Regions from separate parts of the Mus musculus genome. Here regions 2 and 3 are each linked to region 1. A link is a contact called in public HiChIP or PLAC-seq and promoter capture Hi-C data. All regions are on one chromosome and are shown on one strand. Each heading gives the region's core, a stretch centred on a gene start, on an enhancer-like site or on the middle of the called end of the contact. The rest is flanking DNA. Distances are from core to core; before and after follow the strand shown.

Region 1 (5,035 bases), core at 1,415-3,914:
CTTTCTCTGTGTAGCCATCCTGGAACTCGATTTGTAGATAGGCTGGCTTTGAACTCCTAAGTGCTGGGATTTAAGGCATGTATTACCACACCATGCTTAAATAATCGTTTTAAAAAGGAGATGAGGGGCAGCTCAGGTGGCACCAAGCCCTGGGTTCTGTCCCCAGCCCTGCATAAACTGGGCATCATGGCACATGACAATATTCTCAGCATTCTCAGGAGGGGGACATATAGGATCACAAGTTCAAAGTCACTGAGAACAGACTGAGTTCTCGAAACAGTCTCAGGATTGTGTTGGGTGGTGGGCCAAAGTCAGACTCATGGGCCAGCAAGATGGCTCAGTGGGTAAAGACGATTGCCACCAAGCCTAATGACCTGAGTTTGTTCCCCAGGACTTACTGGAAGGAGAGACATGATTCAAGTTGTCCTCCACATACACCATAGTTCATGTGACACCATCCCACACACCCCATAAATCAATCAATCAATCAATAGAAAGCCAAACTCTAGCAGCAGAAAGGGAGGAGAAGGGGGGGGGGGGGCGGTTACCAACAAAAATCCCAGAACTGACAAGGGGGGATACTAACTCCAGGAGAATCTAGCTCCTGACCTCTGCCTCAAAAAATGTGAGCCAGACACCCCCAGGCTGGAGCTCCCATCGACCGGGGACCAGGCCAGGCCAGATGACTTCTGTTTGACCCAAGTCTTCAAGGGTCTGTTCCCCTGCCTGTAAACTGGGGTCTCCCACCATGAATTCCCTATAGTGCTGGGGTCTCACAGTGAAAGGACCGGAGCCATAGGAGAGGAAAGAGAGGACAGGAAATATGCCAGCATGGTGATGGGCCTCAGTTTCCCCAATCGAAAAATGGCCGAAGGGACCCTTACTCCTTTCCTTCCCTCCTCTCTCCTTACATCCACAGTGGAGCTTTCTAAGTCCCATTGAAACTGGGGGACCCTTTGAACCCCATCTCGGGCAAGAAAACAGGCTCAGAGAAGGGGAGCCACTCACCCTGGATCACACAACAGTGGATCGGAGGCTGCAGGAAATTCCCAACACAACCAAGGAAGACCCGTCCCCACTCCCATGAGTCCTGTAAATGGAAGCATTCTCAGTCTGAGTGCCCCCACGCCACCCCACCCCCGTCCTTCCCCCTCCACACACCTCCTGTGCCTCTGCATCCAAGCAGGGGTTCGTCATACCCTCTCAGCTCTGCTAAACAAGCAAATCTGGATTGAGTCAGCAGAGAACAGACCGCCAGATCGAGTCACAGGGGGTGCCCCTGATGCCGGCCAGAGCTGTGGTTCCCTTCATATAGCAGACAAATCAGCAGCCTTCTCTCCCTGGAAGCCTTCCCAGATTGACCCCACCCAGCTGTGATGTCTACAGCAACCAACCATCCAAGGACCACCATCACCGGAGATGACCAAACCTGTGCGAACCCATGCTGCAGGAGACTGTGGCCCCTGAGAATGAGCACATCGAGGTCTGATGGGGACACACAGGTTCTGGATGCTCCCCTTACACAGCCCAAATCTGGGTTTCCAGGCAGATTGCTGGCTCCGGTTTCCCGTGGGATTTGCCCATGTGTCTTCCCTCAGCCTGAATCTTGTTTGGCTCTGGGTCCTTGTGACCACATGCCAAGATAAGAATAGCTCAGCACAAGTCGTTATTCCCGGTGCAGACCCCAGCAAGAACCCACGATCAAGTTCTGGGTTCACAGCAGTGATGTGGGGGACCCAGAGAAGCAAGGGAATTAGTGAGACAACAGATCACAGGGCCAGCCTATGTTCCGAGAGCGATAGGGATCACACTGAGCACCTAACTCAGTGAAGCATCGGGCCATGAATTCGTCCCTGGGATGGGCAGGGACAGCAACATCTAACAAGGATACTGTCCACGCTTGTGAATTTAGGGACCTGCAACTTTCCCTCTGGCTTGGAGCCTGGCTCACTCCAGCCGCCCTGGCTCTGGAGGGAGACAAGGGCCTGGGGCTACTGACAACTGTCATTATCCCTTAGGCTAGGGACAAATGGGCAGCAGAGTAAACATTTAGTACCAGAAGTCCGGAGGCAAAGGCAGGCGAGTTTGTGTGAGTTCCTGGGCAGCCTGGTCTACATACCGAGTTCTAGTCCAGCTCGCCTTAAGTGCGGGGACCCGTGTGGACAGAGGGCAGGTCCCCTGGCCCCTCGGGGAGAACCCCTGTGGTTGGGGATAGGAGTTACTGAGTCAGCCACCAGCCCTGGGCCAGACCTGGCTGTGGACTCCCCAGGGAGGCAGTCCAGGGCCCCTGTCACCCGCCAGGCCGTGGCGGGGATGGCTAACCCTTACCCGGTCTCGCGGATGGCGTTGGTGAGGTTGGCCCAGGCCACCGCGTCGGGGTGGAAGCCATCCTCCAGGCGCAGCTGGCCCGACGCGGCGTCCAGCAGCAGCGAGCGGGTGCGGGAGACCGGCGGGTCCGGATTTTGGCGCTGCCAGCCGGGCCCCAGGGTAGGGAGAGCGCCCGCCGGGCCGCTCAGCAACAGCCCGGTCAGCGAGGCCAGCAAGGCCAGTGTGGTCAGGGAGGTCAGCGCCAGTGCCCGCCGTAGCGCCCGGGCCGCCCAGCCGCCGGAGCTCCCATCCACGGGGGCCGCCATCGCGAGCCGCAGCCGGGCCACGTGACTGCGTCCCGAGGGGCGGGGTGGGGGCGGGGCTTGTGCTTGGGCTTCCGGGATGGGCGTGGTCTGTGTTCCTGGAGAGGCGGGGCCTGCCTTAAAGGACTCGCGCTCTCTGTGGAAAAAAAAAAAAAAACCGCTCAGCATCCTTCCCTCCCAAGGAATTTCTTTCTGGTTTTTGTTTGTTTGCTTTTGCTTTGTTTTTAAATTATCCTTCCTCTTCCTCACCTTTTTTACTTATTCTTCCTCTTCCTCACCTTCTTTTAATTTTTAATATTTTTAGATTTCTTTTATGTGTATGATCTGCATGGTGTGTTTGTGTGTGTGTGTGTGTGTGTGTGTGTGTGTGTGTGTGTGTTTTTGGGAATGTGGATGCAGGTGGAGGCCAGAAAAGAGTGTTACATTCCCTGAGGCTCTGTTGTGAACTGTCTAAATGTGGGTGCTGGAATTCGAACTCAAGTCCTCTGCAAGATCATCGAGCCCCCTTTACTGCTGAGCCATCTCCCAGCCCCGCAACTTCTTTTTCCTATTTGTCCATGAATGAAGTAGTCCCAATATGTTAATCAGGTTAGCCCGAGCTACAGAGTTAATTCCAGGCTAGCCTAGTACACAGTATGAGATCCCGTCTCAAAGTAATTTTTATTTAAAAAGCTGGATGTTGGAGGACCTGTACCTGTGCTTTTGAGGTCTGCAAAATAGTCTGGAATAAAGAGTGAGAATCTGTCTCAAAATGTACACAAAGAGAGGCAGTGATTGGCACTTCAACCAATGCAGGTGTCAGACCTTCAACCAGCAGCCCCAGGCCCCAGAAGCCAAGGGTGTGAACATACAAGCTGTCCTCAACGCAGATCAACATCTTTGGTCAAGTTGCTGGCCAACTTTGCCTCTGGTCAACCAGTGACAAATGCCACGGGTTCACACATACAAAGTGACTCACACCTACGATTCTAGCACTGAGAAGGACTGAGGCAGGAGGATTGCAAGATGTCCAGACAAGCCTGGAGTACAGTGTGAGTGAGACCTGATCCCATACCAAAAAAGAACTCATTCTGTCCCTCTTCCCCTACCCTGATGCATAACCTTTCTAGAATGTTTCACAGAGCAGGAAAGGTGTTTCCTGAGGGACATATTTAAAGACACACCGGTAAGCCCGGCAGTTACTGGACTGAGGCTGGAGGGTCACCATCTTGAGACTTACATAGACTAAATAAGTTCTCATCATTAAAAAAAAAAAAAAGGATATGAATAAGTGAATGAGTGGTTTGCCTGCATGCACGTCTGGGCACCAGGTCTTGTTCTCTTGGAACTGGAGTTACAGATGGTTGTGAGCCACTGTTAGTTGCCGGGAATCGATCCCAGGTCCACTGAAAGAGCAGCCATTGCTCTTAACTGCTGAGCCATCTCTCCAGCCCAGTCCTGTCTTTAAAGAAGAGAAAAGTTTAAGGTCCCTTAAACTTTTTTTTTTTAATGCATGCTTGTAAACCCAGCACTCTATAGGCAGGGGCAGAAGGATCAAGAGTCCAAAGTTAGCCTCAGATACACACTAAAGTTAAAGAACATTGTTAGGGGACATTAGATCCTACCTAAAAAACATAAACAAGATACTACCTAAAACCTCACAACTGCCTGCTTACCCTAGAGGCACTCCCCTGCCATTCCCTGGCATAAATCCGAGTCTCTTCTGTCATCTGTTAATCCCTTACTGCAAACACTTTCTGTCGCCAAGTCCCTAACAGGCTGGGGAAACTGAGACCCAAGCAGATAAAATGACTTCTAGTCACAAAACTAGAACCTTCAGCACCGGGAGTCGAACAGTTCGAAAGCACCGTGGACGCTGCCCTTCCCAGCCACCAGGGGGCAGACACAACCACAGCCACGCTCGACTTTCCTGCCTCCCTAGGGAAGGCCAGGCCCTGGCTGGAGGGGGAGGAGTCTGCTTTGGGTTCCAATCCTTCCTCCCTGCCATAGGTGAGGTCACGATTCCAAGCCTCGCGGACTCAGTGAACACAGCCTGACCCACAGGAAAGCTACCAGATGCTAGGCACACGAGAGAGGCACAACAGGAGTGTGTGATCGCTGGGGACTAATATACACAGAGCACGCGCACAGATGCACAAAGGCACACACTCGCTGACGCAGGTCCATGTTATTCCCCAGCCTGGGTGCCTTCTAAGCATGTTGTAGTGGTCCAAATCGGTGACTCTCAAGCCTTTAATACATTTCCTCATGTTGTGGTGACTCCTCCCCCCAACCATAAAATCATTTCCTTGCTGTTTCTTAATTGTAATTTCACTACTGTTATGACTCGTAATGTAATGCAAATATCAGATATGGTACATGACATGACCCCTGTGAAACGGTCATTCAGCCTCCACCAAGGGGGC
Region 2 (5,035 bases), core at 1,819-4,318, 190 kb after region 1:
TAAACCTATTGGGGCTCAGGAGATGGCTCAGTGGGTCAGTGCTTGTCACATGATGATGAAGGCGTAAATGTCATCCCCCAGGAGGGTGCGTGCGTGCATGCATGGGTGTACATGCGTGCATGCATGGGTGTGCATGGGTGTAACTAGGCAGGCAATGGTAGTCATGGTTTCCCAGTGCTAGCGCTGTGGGGAGGAGGCAGACAGGAGGATCCCAGGGTCTTGTTTGCCAACCAGTTTAGACAAGTGGTGAGCTGGGATACCTTCCAGTTGTAAATGATGGTCCCTGACTCATGGGGTCCTGCTGTCCAGCTTGTTAACAGCTGGTTAACGTGCTAAGGGGTCTGGGTGCCCTTCCGGAGGTGGGGGGTGGGGGGACTCTTACCCAGGCGGGATAGAGGCGCGTGCGCTGACGCTGGTGGACCTCTGTGGTCCTGGTCGACTGAGGTTGTTTTGGCCCGGTGTGGGCGCTCCGTTGGGGGCACTAGGGCTCCTTGGGGGAACTCCTGGAGGCGGCGCAGGCTCCGTGGGGCCGGTGGCAGGTGCGGCCCAGAGCGCAGCTCCGGCGAAAGTGGCGCTGGGGCGCACAACGAGCGCACCCGGAGGTCCTCCGGGTGGCAGCGGCGGCGGGGGCGGAGGGGGCGCTGGAGGCGCGGCTGGCGCAATGGGAGCCTTGCGGCGCTGCGAGGCCAGGATGGCGTTGGAGGCGGCGCGCGTGCTGTTGACCAGCAGGCACTGCTGACAGGAGCAGGGCTGACCCGAGCTGGCTCCCACGGGCCAGGATTGCGACTTGGGAATGGAGCCGACAGTGAGCGGGTAAGCCAGGTCCAGGCGACGGCGCAGGCGGCGGCGGCGGCGCGTCTGGCGGTTCATCTGGGACATGCTGTTGAAGTAGATGAGGTAGCAGAAGCCGAGCGATGAGAGGTCGAGCCACGGGTGCTGCTTCTCGTACGCGTTCTGGATGGTGATGCAGATGTCCATGTCGTAGGCCGTCCACGCCCCGCCGTCGTTCTCCCATTCCCACACGATGCCCTTGCCCGGCGCCGACGATGGATCGTAGAAGTTGCGTCGCACCGGCCGCATGGTACCTGTGCTCAGGAGGGAGAGAGATGTCAATACAGGCCCCCAAGAGGGACCCTTCGAAGCCAGGAAGGGGATCAGCGCAGACAGGGAGATTCAAGACATGGAGACTGGGCCTCCGATATGGCTCAGCAGGGGAAGGTGCTTGCCACCAAGCCTGACAACAAGATTCTAATCCCAGAGACCCGCGTGGTGGAAGGAGAGAATCGGTTCCCTCAGGCTTTGATCTGACCTCCAATAAATTAATAAATAAAAGCAATTAAAATTTTAAAAGGCAAGGGGGCTGGGAAAGATGCTGGCAGAGGCTCAGTCAGCACGCTGGGAAACAGGTACCCAGGGGCTGTAAAGAGAACCAAGAAGGGGAAAGAGGGAGGGGTAGACCTGGAGAGCCAGTCCGCCCTCTGCAGGGGCAAGGCGACCCCGAAGATCCAGGTAACCACAGGGGCAGGGAGAACAGTAAAGTTTGGTAGTGGCCACACAGAGCGCAAGGCCCACCTGCCCACCCAGCTCCCTCCCGGACTCCCAGGGTGCCCAGAAACCGGAACAGTTGTGGGTTTCTTCGTTCACACAGGGTCCACCGGATTCCACACTTCTCCCATAGGTCCATTAATTCGGTTACACCTGCGCGCATTTCTCACTTCATTCATTCAGCCACACATCCACTCATTCATTCATTCATTCATCTCTCAATTCTTTCAGTACACGTTCTTGTGTACATTCACACCGGCATGTACCTTTTCCCTTTCCCTCTTCTGGCATTCCTCGCGTCCCCTCACCCCACCCTGTTCCAGCCCTCAGTCAACAAGTGCTGAGTATCTGCTCTGCTCCTGAAGAGCACATCCAGACCCCCACACAGCTCTGTGGTATCCGGGCCTGCCCTGCGGTTGGCCACTGTTGTGTTTTCCTTTGCCTTTGCTCTGCTCTGGCTGAAGCTTAACCCCTCTGCCTGAGAGGCGAGCTCCGGAGAAAATCTGCCAATGATGTATACTGTAGGCTGTAGGACTCCTCAGAGCCTTAGTTGGCTCTGGCCTGCCTAACCCAGGGTGCCACAGCATAGAAATTACTCTCCTGGACTCGTGTAAGGCCGGCCACACCCACTACAAAGCTGTGGGAAAGCCCTCATGCCTCCCCTGGCCTCTGTGGCCAGGATAACAGTTACTGATCAACTGGCCAGTATTGATCATCAACTGGCCAGGGCCTAGTATGCATCACCTAGAAGCCAAACCTCTGGGCGTGTCTGGGAGGGAGTTTCTGGACTGGGTTAGGAGAGATGGGAGATACACCTTGACTGTAAATGGCACGATCTCTGTGGGCTGGGGTCCCGGATTGCAGAAAATCAGAGAAAGGGAATTGAGCAATGGCATCTGCCTCGATCTCTGCTTCCTGACTGCGGATGTCACATGACCTAGCAGATGTCACATGACCGGGCAGATGTCACATGACCGAGTGGATGTCACATGACCGGGTGCCTGCTGTCATGCCTTCCCACCACAGCAGACTGTACCCTCGAACTGTGATTTTGTCAGTTGTTTTTTTTTTTTTTTTCCTTTCCCCACCGCAATGAGACAAAGGATTAATATGCTGGCCCCATCTCGACAGTGGCAGGGAGCTCCCTGGTCCAACATGTCCCGCAGGCCCCTGATTGGACTTGAGGGTAGCCTTTTTTTTTTTTTTTTTTCTTTTATTGGTTTTTCGAGACAGGGTTTCTGTCTTGTGCTGGCTGTCTTGGAATTCACTTTGTAGATCAGGCAGGCCTCGAACTCAGAAATCTGCCTGCCTCTGCCTCCCTAGTGCTGGGATTAAAGGCGTGTGCCACCACACCCAGCTAAGGGTAGCCTTTTAGCAAAGTCTTCAGGAGGTCCCTGGGGGATGAGGAGCAGACAGCCCTCATCTGGAGTTCCTGCGTCATCGTGACTATCTAGTTCTGAGTGTAAGCACATTCAGGTGACTTCCTCTGTTAGCCTTAGGGTCTCATCAGGGAGATGGGCCACGTGGGCAGAGCTCCTGAGGCTGTGGGGAGGAGCCTGAGGCTGTGGGGAGGTGCCTGAGGCTGTGGGGAGCAGCCTGCCTCTGCTTTGATTCCTCCCAAACTTGCTGCCTTTGGCTCCACCCTCTCTCCTGTCCCCAGATAGACCTATCAAGCTGCCTCTTGACAGCTCTGTTGCCCGATCCCCGGCTCCTTCAAGCCATTGAGCCTGAGCCATTTTGCCTCCTTTGCTTGGCCCACAGCAGTAGGCTTGTGCCCTTGTCCCCACCGGGCATCCTGTTCAGCCCACATCCATCCATCCTCATGAGCTATGTGGCTCCCAATGGCCTGTAAAAGCTGAAGTCCTCATGATGACCTGGCCTCCCTGCTGCTCCCTCGTCATCTCAAACCCCGTGTTGCCTCAGGGGCCTTTGCACAGCTGTTCTTTCTGCCTGGATTATGACTTAACCACATTCAGACTTCTTTAATCCAGGTCTGTACGGATGTCACGGGCTAGGAAAGCCCTTCCCACACCTGGCTGCTGAATGAGCTGTCCTGTCCCTGCCTTGTCGTACCCCACTCCCTGGTACTTATTCATCCTGGCCACAGCAGGCTCTTTTCCTGTCAGCTCAGGCCCACAGGGGCTCCTCTGCCTAACCCTCTAACCCCCTCATCTCTAGTCTGGGCACAGTGCCTCACACAGTAGGTCCTCATGAAATGAGATGTTTCCAGGGTGCCTAGTGCAGGAGCCTACAGCCAGATGGGGGCACCCAGCGTAGTGTCCTGCTGGGAGGTTGCCCTCCTGACCACAGACCCTGTCTGATTGTCCTACACTGTATTGCCACACAGGTTGCAAAGACCTTGTCTGTTAGAATAGCCAGGGCTGCCCCTCACAACAGCCCCAGCCCTGAGAGCTGAGGAAACTGAGGCTTAGAACTGTAGTTGTGGTAGGAGATGGGCAGGGTAGAAGGTGCCATGAAATATGGTCCCTAGACACCAATAATGTTTCAGCCAACTACAGGAAGACTCCCCTAGGGCCTGATGCCTGTTTGTTTTAATGGACTGCATATCGATTTTCTGTGGTTTTCTCTGTGCTGGGAGTAAGCCCTGTATCCTGTCCCCTCGCTCCTGCTTGCTAGACTCCTCCCTGCTTGGTGCCTAGGTTTTCCCATTTGCAGAATGAGGGGCTGTTGAGAGATGAACCCTAAGTACTATGGTCAGCTTTGTGGTAAGGTGAAGAGACACGCCCCTTTGAATGGGATAGGAGGGACACAAGGAAATTGCCCCCTTGTGCTCCACCTGCTGTTCAGGTCCCCAGCCAAAGGGGGCTCAGGGTCAGAATGAGTGAGAATTCCAGAATGCTTCTTGTAAGCAGCCAGTAGGTCAGCGAGACTGTGGGAACCCTGGCTCCTCAAACAGCCTCAGTGGTCTTATATGTAAAATGGGGGTGTTAACAACTCCCCCAAGCAACTTCTGGGGGACAGAGTAAAAGAAGGCATGACAGCTGCCTAGCATCCTAGCATGGGACTTGGCGTATAGATGCGATCGATCCGTGTTGGCTGCTATCCCACACATGACCCACTTCCAGCGTCCCTACATGGTGAGCTCCTTACCATCCCACAGAGCTTCTCGAAGGCCCAGCCCCTCCAGTAAGGACTTCTTAGTTCTGTCGCAGAAGCTGCCACGTTTGGTCGTTGCCCTGTCCTGGAATCATTCCTGCTTTCCTCTCCTGAACTGACTGATAACTTCTGGGGTGACAAAAGGCTACAACAGCGCTACAGTGTTTCCAAAACCTGCCTGGGAGGACGGCATGTGCAGCTGAATCACAGGCCTGTGGAGCCGAGGGGGAGGGGAGGGACCGGCCTGGCAGAGGTGAGGGGAGGTGGACCTAGGGCATTGGGAGAGGGCTCTGGAGATTGCCATGGCCGCAGAGGGTTCTGGGAGCTGGCCAGCCCGCATCTCCTCCCCAGGGCTCTGTTTACCAGGCATGGA
Region 3 (5,035 bases), core at 1,147-3,646, 150 kb after region 1:
CTCTGGCATTTCCTCCACACCCTCATGCATTCAGTGACATGGGTGTTGGTAGCAGCTTCAACTCACACAGGAAGAAACAGAGGCATCGAGAGGGTAACTCACCTGCCTGAGATCATCCAGTGCCGGGATTCATTAAGAAGACCCCTTCCCTGAAGAAGACCTTCAACTAGAACTTTCTCCACCTAAGGCTTTATTTATTTAGAGGTGTAGCCCAGGCTGGCCTTAAACTTACCAAATAGCCAAAGATGACCTTGAACTTCTAATCCTCCTCCTGCTGTCTTCCAAGTGCTGGTTTTACAGTTGTGTGCCACCCTGGGGCACCATGCTACCAACTGGGCGGCAGCCCCAGACACTAATTTATTTATTTTTTTAGCCTTTGTAGCCCAGGCTAGCCCGTACTTCACGATCTTTCTGGCTCAGCCTCCTGTTCTGCCATTACAGGTGCATACCATCACACCCTGGCTTCACCTAAGTGTCTACATGATGTCTGCAGCCATAGATGCTAGACATGGCAGAGAGCTAGCAAGGACTGTGTTTTTTTTCCCTTAAGAAGATTGGGAGAGGGGTTCATAAGCACCTACTGTATACTTAGAACAGCTGGAACAGCTGGCCTCATACTAGCCATGTGAAGGGGACATGATTGGGTCTTGTGTGAAACTGATGGCTGCCAGGGTCTCTTCTTTCTGTCTTGGCTGCTGGCTCCCAGCAAGTCATACATACCCTCCCTGGCTGTCTTTTCCCTTTTGGGTCCTGGATCGGGGTTGTCTGAGCAGGATTCCATTCCAGCCTCCCGCCTGTTTTAGTTCAAGGTTTCTTAGAACAACAGGAAGTAGTCAGGGAGGGTCATATAGAGAATGTAGAGATTGTGGCCCCTGTGCCAGAGGACCTGGTGTCAAGTAGGAGGGAGGTGACAGAGCTGGTCCTTGGTGGCCTAGCTGGACTGGACAGATCCCACTGCGGGTTTAGAGTTAGGAAAATTAGAAGTAGGGCTTCCTGTTCACTTTGGAATATGGATTAATGATGGCTGTGTTTGGCCAGTACGTCATGGAATCTGGACACTCCATCAGGGTGCCCGGGGACCTGGATGACTTGTCTCTATAACCCTAGGGGCAAAATACCCAGGCAAAGGTGTCTGTCCAGGTGTGTGTGTGTGTGTGTGTGTGTGTGTGTGTGCAGGGAAACCACAGGGCAAATCTTCTTCCTCCCCAGAAAAACGTAGAGTTACTGCTGCAGATGGTGGTAGGCAGGGGGTGGGGGGTGGGGGTGGGGGAGGCAGGGGTGGAGGAGGAGGGGCTGCTGCAGTTTTGGACTCAACCCTGGGTCATCCCTGGGTTGGCCTGCTGTGGTCTTCCCGGAAACCCACCAGGATAGAATTCCAGGGTACCAGCTCACTTCCATCTGGAATGGGTGCTGGCTGGGAAGAGGGGGAGGGAGGGTATTCAGACCACTAGGTGGCTCCAGTTCCAGGGGCTGGGCAGGTGCTCCCAGGGCTAGGCAGGTGCTCCCAGTCCTGCCAGTCAGGGCAGTTGCAGGTGACCTCATTCTGCACTCCCATGGGTGCCCGGCCCTAAGTTGCCCTTGCCAGCCTTTCTGAATACTCCCCAGTTAGTTAAACCACAGACTTCGAGAAGGAAGGTAGCTCTGCCAGCGTCTACCCTGGGACAAGCCTTCTGTTCACATGATCCCATTTAAAACTCGCAAAGGCACAAAGCATCTTGGGAACGGAGGAAAAAGGAAGAAGAGCTTTGCGTGGGGGGTGTGGAAGGGCCTCCTAAAAGCCTTGCCAGGAGACGTGACATTTAAGGCACACCTTGAAGAAGAAGAACAACAAAAAATACCGTATGCTCTGTGCCTGATTAGGTGTGTACCACTCTTCTGAGGCCCGTGTGGGAGTATCTCATTTAATTCTCTCTCAACCCTGTAAATGAGACACGTGTCGTGTCATGCTCCCTGAACAGATGAGAAAACTAAACCGAGGAACAGAGAGGTTAAGTGACTGACTCATCTAAGACCAGGCATTACCACATCTACCAAATGGCAGCAGAGTCAGAACTCAAACCCAGAAAGGAGACTTCTGGCAAGTGTCCCCCACCTCTCAGGACCCCAATTTGTGTGTGTGTGTTTATTTTGGTTTTTTGTTTTGTTTTGTTTTTAAATCCATAGATAGAGGGCTCCCATGACATACAGAGTTGCCGAGGGCTCAAAACTGAGATAATCCCCATGAAAGGCTCAAGCCGTGCCTGGAACTTGGTTAAGTGTTCGAGGATTGCAGATGGCTCTTATCGTGCCGCCCGGGCGGTGTTATCTCCGCGCCTCCCCTCCCCCTGCGGCCGCGGCTTCCTCCCCCGCAGTGGCAGCCGGTGACGTGGGAGCCTCCGCTGGCACACTCCGGGTTTAATTGGAGACGAAGAGAAGATGCAAGGGGATGTTCGAGGTCCCTCCCTCCACTCGCATCAGACCCCCAGGGAGCGTGCGCCGCCTGCCGCCCAGAGAGAGTACTGTTCCGGGACCCCGAGGCTGGTGTTGGGGTGGCAGGTGGAGGAGGTGGGAGAGGTGTGGAGGTGCTGGGTTGAGGGCCGGCAGGAGACACCCGGGTTCTTGGAGGGTTCAAAATAAGCTCAGTAACAGCCTGCAGCCCTGCTTGACTGCTCGCGCCTCCTCCACCCCACCCCTTGACCCATAGCGCCTGGGGGGTCCCCGGCTGAGTGCAGTAGCCTGGGGTGCCAGCAGGGGGCGCTCGCGTAGGGGTTCAGGGCGGGCGGGGCAGCTGCGGGGGGCGGGATCGGGAGGGACCTCCCGGGCGGCAGACGCCTGGCTCAGCCTGCCCAGATCGCAGCGCACAGCTACCTGTAGCTCTGGACGCATGTCCCCTTCCGGGACCCAGCACGCCTCCCTCCTAGCCCTGCATCCAGCCCACTCGCACCCCAGACCCGGACACGTGGGAACCGGCTGACAGCGTGCTTGGCCCGCAGCTGATGACATGTAGGGTCACCTCCTGGTCCAGCCTCAGAACCTCGGCAGACTCCTTGCCTGGAAAGTTTGGGACTGTGCGACATGGCCAAGAGCGGCTCGCTGAGTATCCGCGTGGTGGAGGGACGAGCACTGCCCGCCAAGGACGTGTGAGTCCCCGGGTGCCCACTGGGGTGCGTAGAAGGGTTGTGGGGAGCCCTGTTTAGGACCCGCTGCTGGGGATCCGCCCTCCCTATTCTGTGGGAGGGGGCGCCCAGGCTTAGCAGGTGCGGCACCTTGCTCCCTCCACCTCCACCCCACCCCCGGGAAGGAGGGTGTCTTTGTTCTAGGATGTCCCCAAGTGGGTCTTACAGGACGGGTTAAAGGAGCTCTGGACTGGGTACTCTTAGAGCCTAGGAGGGGGTTGAGCGATCCCTTCCTTAGCTCCAGCAGGTGTTGGAGGTGGGGCTTCTCCGAGCGACAGAAGAGGCTATCCAGAGACCACTAGGGGTAGAGCCCCTGAGGGCTGTGATCCAGACTGACCCCAAGATTTTTCATGCCTTAGGGGTGGTGTTTAGATTTGCAGCGCTTCACCAGGTGGTCCTCTAACCCGGAACCCCGGTTTTGTACCTGCAAACCTAGGGTGGACTATCTCAGATCTCCAAGTGATCTAAGAGACACTCGCAGGTGCACGTGTGATAGGTCTGGGGGCGCTGGGCTCCTCGGCCCCTGTCCTTGGCTCTGGTTCTCCGGGGCGGAGTCAACAAGTGCTGACTCAGCAGAATGGGGCTGGGGGCGGGTGGATGGAGCGGGTTACCCCCTCCTGCTTGGTCCAAAGCCAGAAGGGGCTTTGGAGGTGTCAGCACCTGAGCCAGGTGTCAGGATCCTTGGGCGGAGGTGTGTTAAGTGACCTTGAACCTGCCTCTTGCTGGCCTTTGGTGTCCCATCTGGGTCGTGTAGTGCTGGAAAGAGCTGCTGTTAGATCCTGTGTCCATCTGGGAGAGTGGAAGACACTGACTAGGAGGTCAGCTGTAGAAAGATGAGCAGGCATGGTGGGACCTAGAGACCATTCTTGGGTAAAACTCCCAACTACCCTAGCTGCAGATTCTGCATACGTCTTTGCTTTTGGGGAGCCTCCTTGGCACCCTCCAAACTGTAGCTGTGCCAAGAGGGGAGCTGTTTTGAGTACTTTTAGTACCCCACCTTCCTGGTTAGCTACCACAAATAAATACACACCTGAAGTAAAAGCTTTGAGCCACCCACTTCAAGATGAGCATTGGAGACTACAGAAGTGCAGGGCAGGAGTGGAGATTTGGCAGTTAGTGGCTGATGGAAGGGACCTGCCTAGAAACAGGGCTTTTGCTTCACTGAACTCCACCTGGTAAACCAGTCTTGGGAGAGTATTATGAGCTGGTGACAGATGTAGCCACCGGGCTAGGACACAGGCTCAAGGGCTCCATGATTCTTCGGGAAGGGGCTTTCTTGCATCTTGGCTCACCCCTGTCCCTCCAGTTTTCTGGCCAAGGTAAGCTCTGGGGTTGACTGTGACCCAGAGCAAGGCTGAAGAGGTATCTCTGTGGCCTGCTGAGCACCAAGCCTCAGTTTCTCTCGTGGTCGGCTCCCTTCTTTAAAAGGGATCTTCTCGGAGCAAGCTGGGGGCTCCCTTGTCTGCGAGTGAGTCATTAGTTGTGATGTCTTCTAATCCCCTCTTCTAAGGCAGAGAGCTGAGACTCAGCCTGACCGGCGAGGTTTGAGTGGGTGGCCAACTCTGTCAGTCATTAATAAGGACTTACCCTGGACAGGTATCGTATTTAGCACTTTGTATGGCCAACTGGTTTCTGTTATCCCCGTGAAGATTCTGAGGACCAGAGAGGCAGTCGTGGTCATAAGATCACATAGCTGGGATATAAACACCAATGACTTTAATGTATGAACAGTACCAGGCAGGCAAGTAAAGATTGAGGGTTACATTTCCCATGCTTAACTCAGACAGGGGCCATGGGAGAGGCCAGGGCCTGGGAGAGGCCAGCTCTGCCTGCCACTCTGGCCCCTACCTGATAGGGGCCTGATAAGACCATGTGCGTCA

What was found. HiChIP or PLAC-seq counts read pairs in DNA pulled down with a chosen protein or histone mark. Capture Hi-C pulls out chosen DNA fragments and counts their contacts.
Region 2: an H3K4me3 HiChIP or PLAC-seq map of the 230-238 cell line shows a contact between it and region 1, with 5 times the contacts expected there. The contact joins the enhancer-like site here to the promoter of Plbd2 in region 1. A contact is called at or near these places in 3 of 39 promoter capture datasets (hippocampal neurons, liver and stem cell-derived epiblast-like cells), 7 of 484 Hi-C or Micro-C datasets (bone marrow-derived macrophages, colorectal tumor organoids, embryonic stem cells and 2 more), 8 of 115 datasets of contacts at active chromatin or transcription factors (the 230-238 cell line, acute myeloid leukemia, double positive thymocytes and 2 more) and 3 of 9 other capture datasets (adipose tissue, liver and pancreatic islet).
Region 3: a contact with region 1 is called in a promoter capture Hi-C map of pancreatic islet. The contact joins the promoter of Rasal1 here to the promoter of Plbd2 in region 1. A contact is called at or near these places in 3 of 39 promoter capture datasets (HPC-7-derived erythroid cells, macrophages and pre-B cells), 4 of 484 Hi-C or Micro-C datasets (CD8 T cells, embryonic stem cells, regulatory T cells and 1 more), 3 of 115 datasets of contacts at active chromatin or transcription factors (the 230-238 cell line, the SCID.adh cell line and pancreatic cancer cells) and 4 of 9 other capture datasets (adipose tissue, liver, macrophages and 1 more).

The regions. Positions count from the first base shown.
Region 1 is chr5:120,500,959-120,505,993 of GRCm38.p6, forward strand. Plbd2 (phospholipase B domain containing 2) reads right to left here and starts at 2,665. Exons shown (of 12, transcript NM_023625.4): 1 at 2,329-2,665. The coding sequence starts at 2,633.
Region 2 is chr5:120,694,028-120,699,062 of GRCm38.p6, forward strand. It overlaps Dtx1 (deltex 1, E3 ubiquitin ligase), which reads right to left. Exons shown (of 10, transcript NM_008052.3): 3 at 383-1,085. Among named protein-coding and RNA genes, the nearest start is that of Dtx1, 15 kb to the right of the region's middle. Within about 2 kb of position 3,069, at least 58 of the 459 cell types and tissues checked have an H3K27ac peak or open chromatin away from gene starts, as enhancers often do. A contact at or near this core is called in the 230-238 cell line, liver and regulatory T cells, where this site is marked.
Region 3 is chr5:120,646,416-120,651,450 of GRCm38.p6, forward strand. Rasal1 (RAS protein activator like 1 (GAP1 like)) reads left to right here and starts at 2,397. Exons shown (of 22, transcript NM_001359144.1): 1 at 2,397-2,495; 2 at 2,973-3,119. The coding sequence starts at 3,055.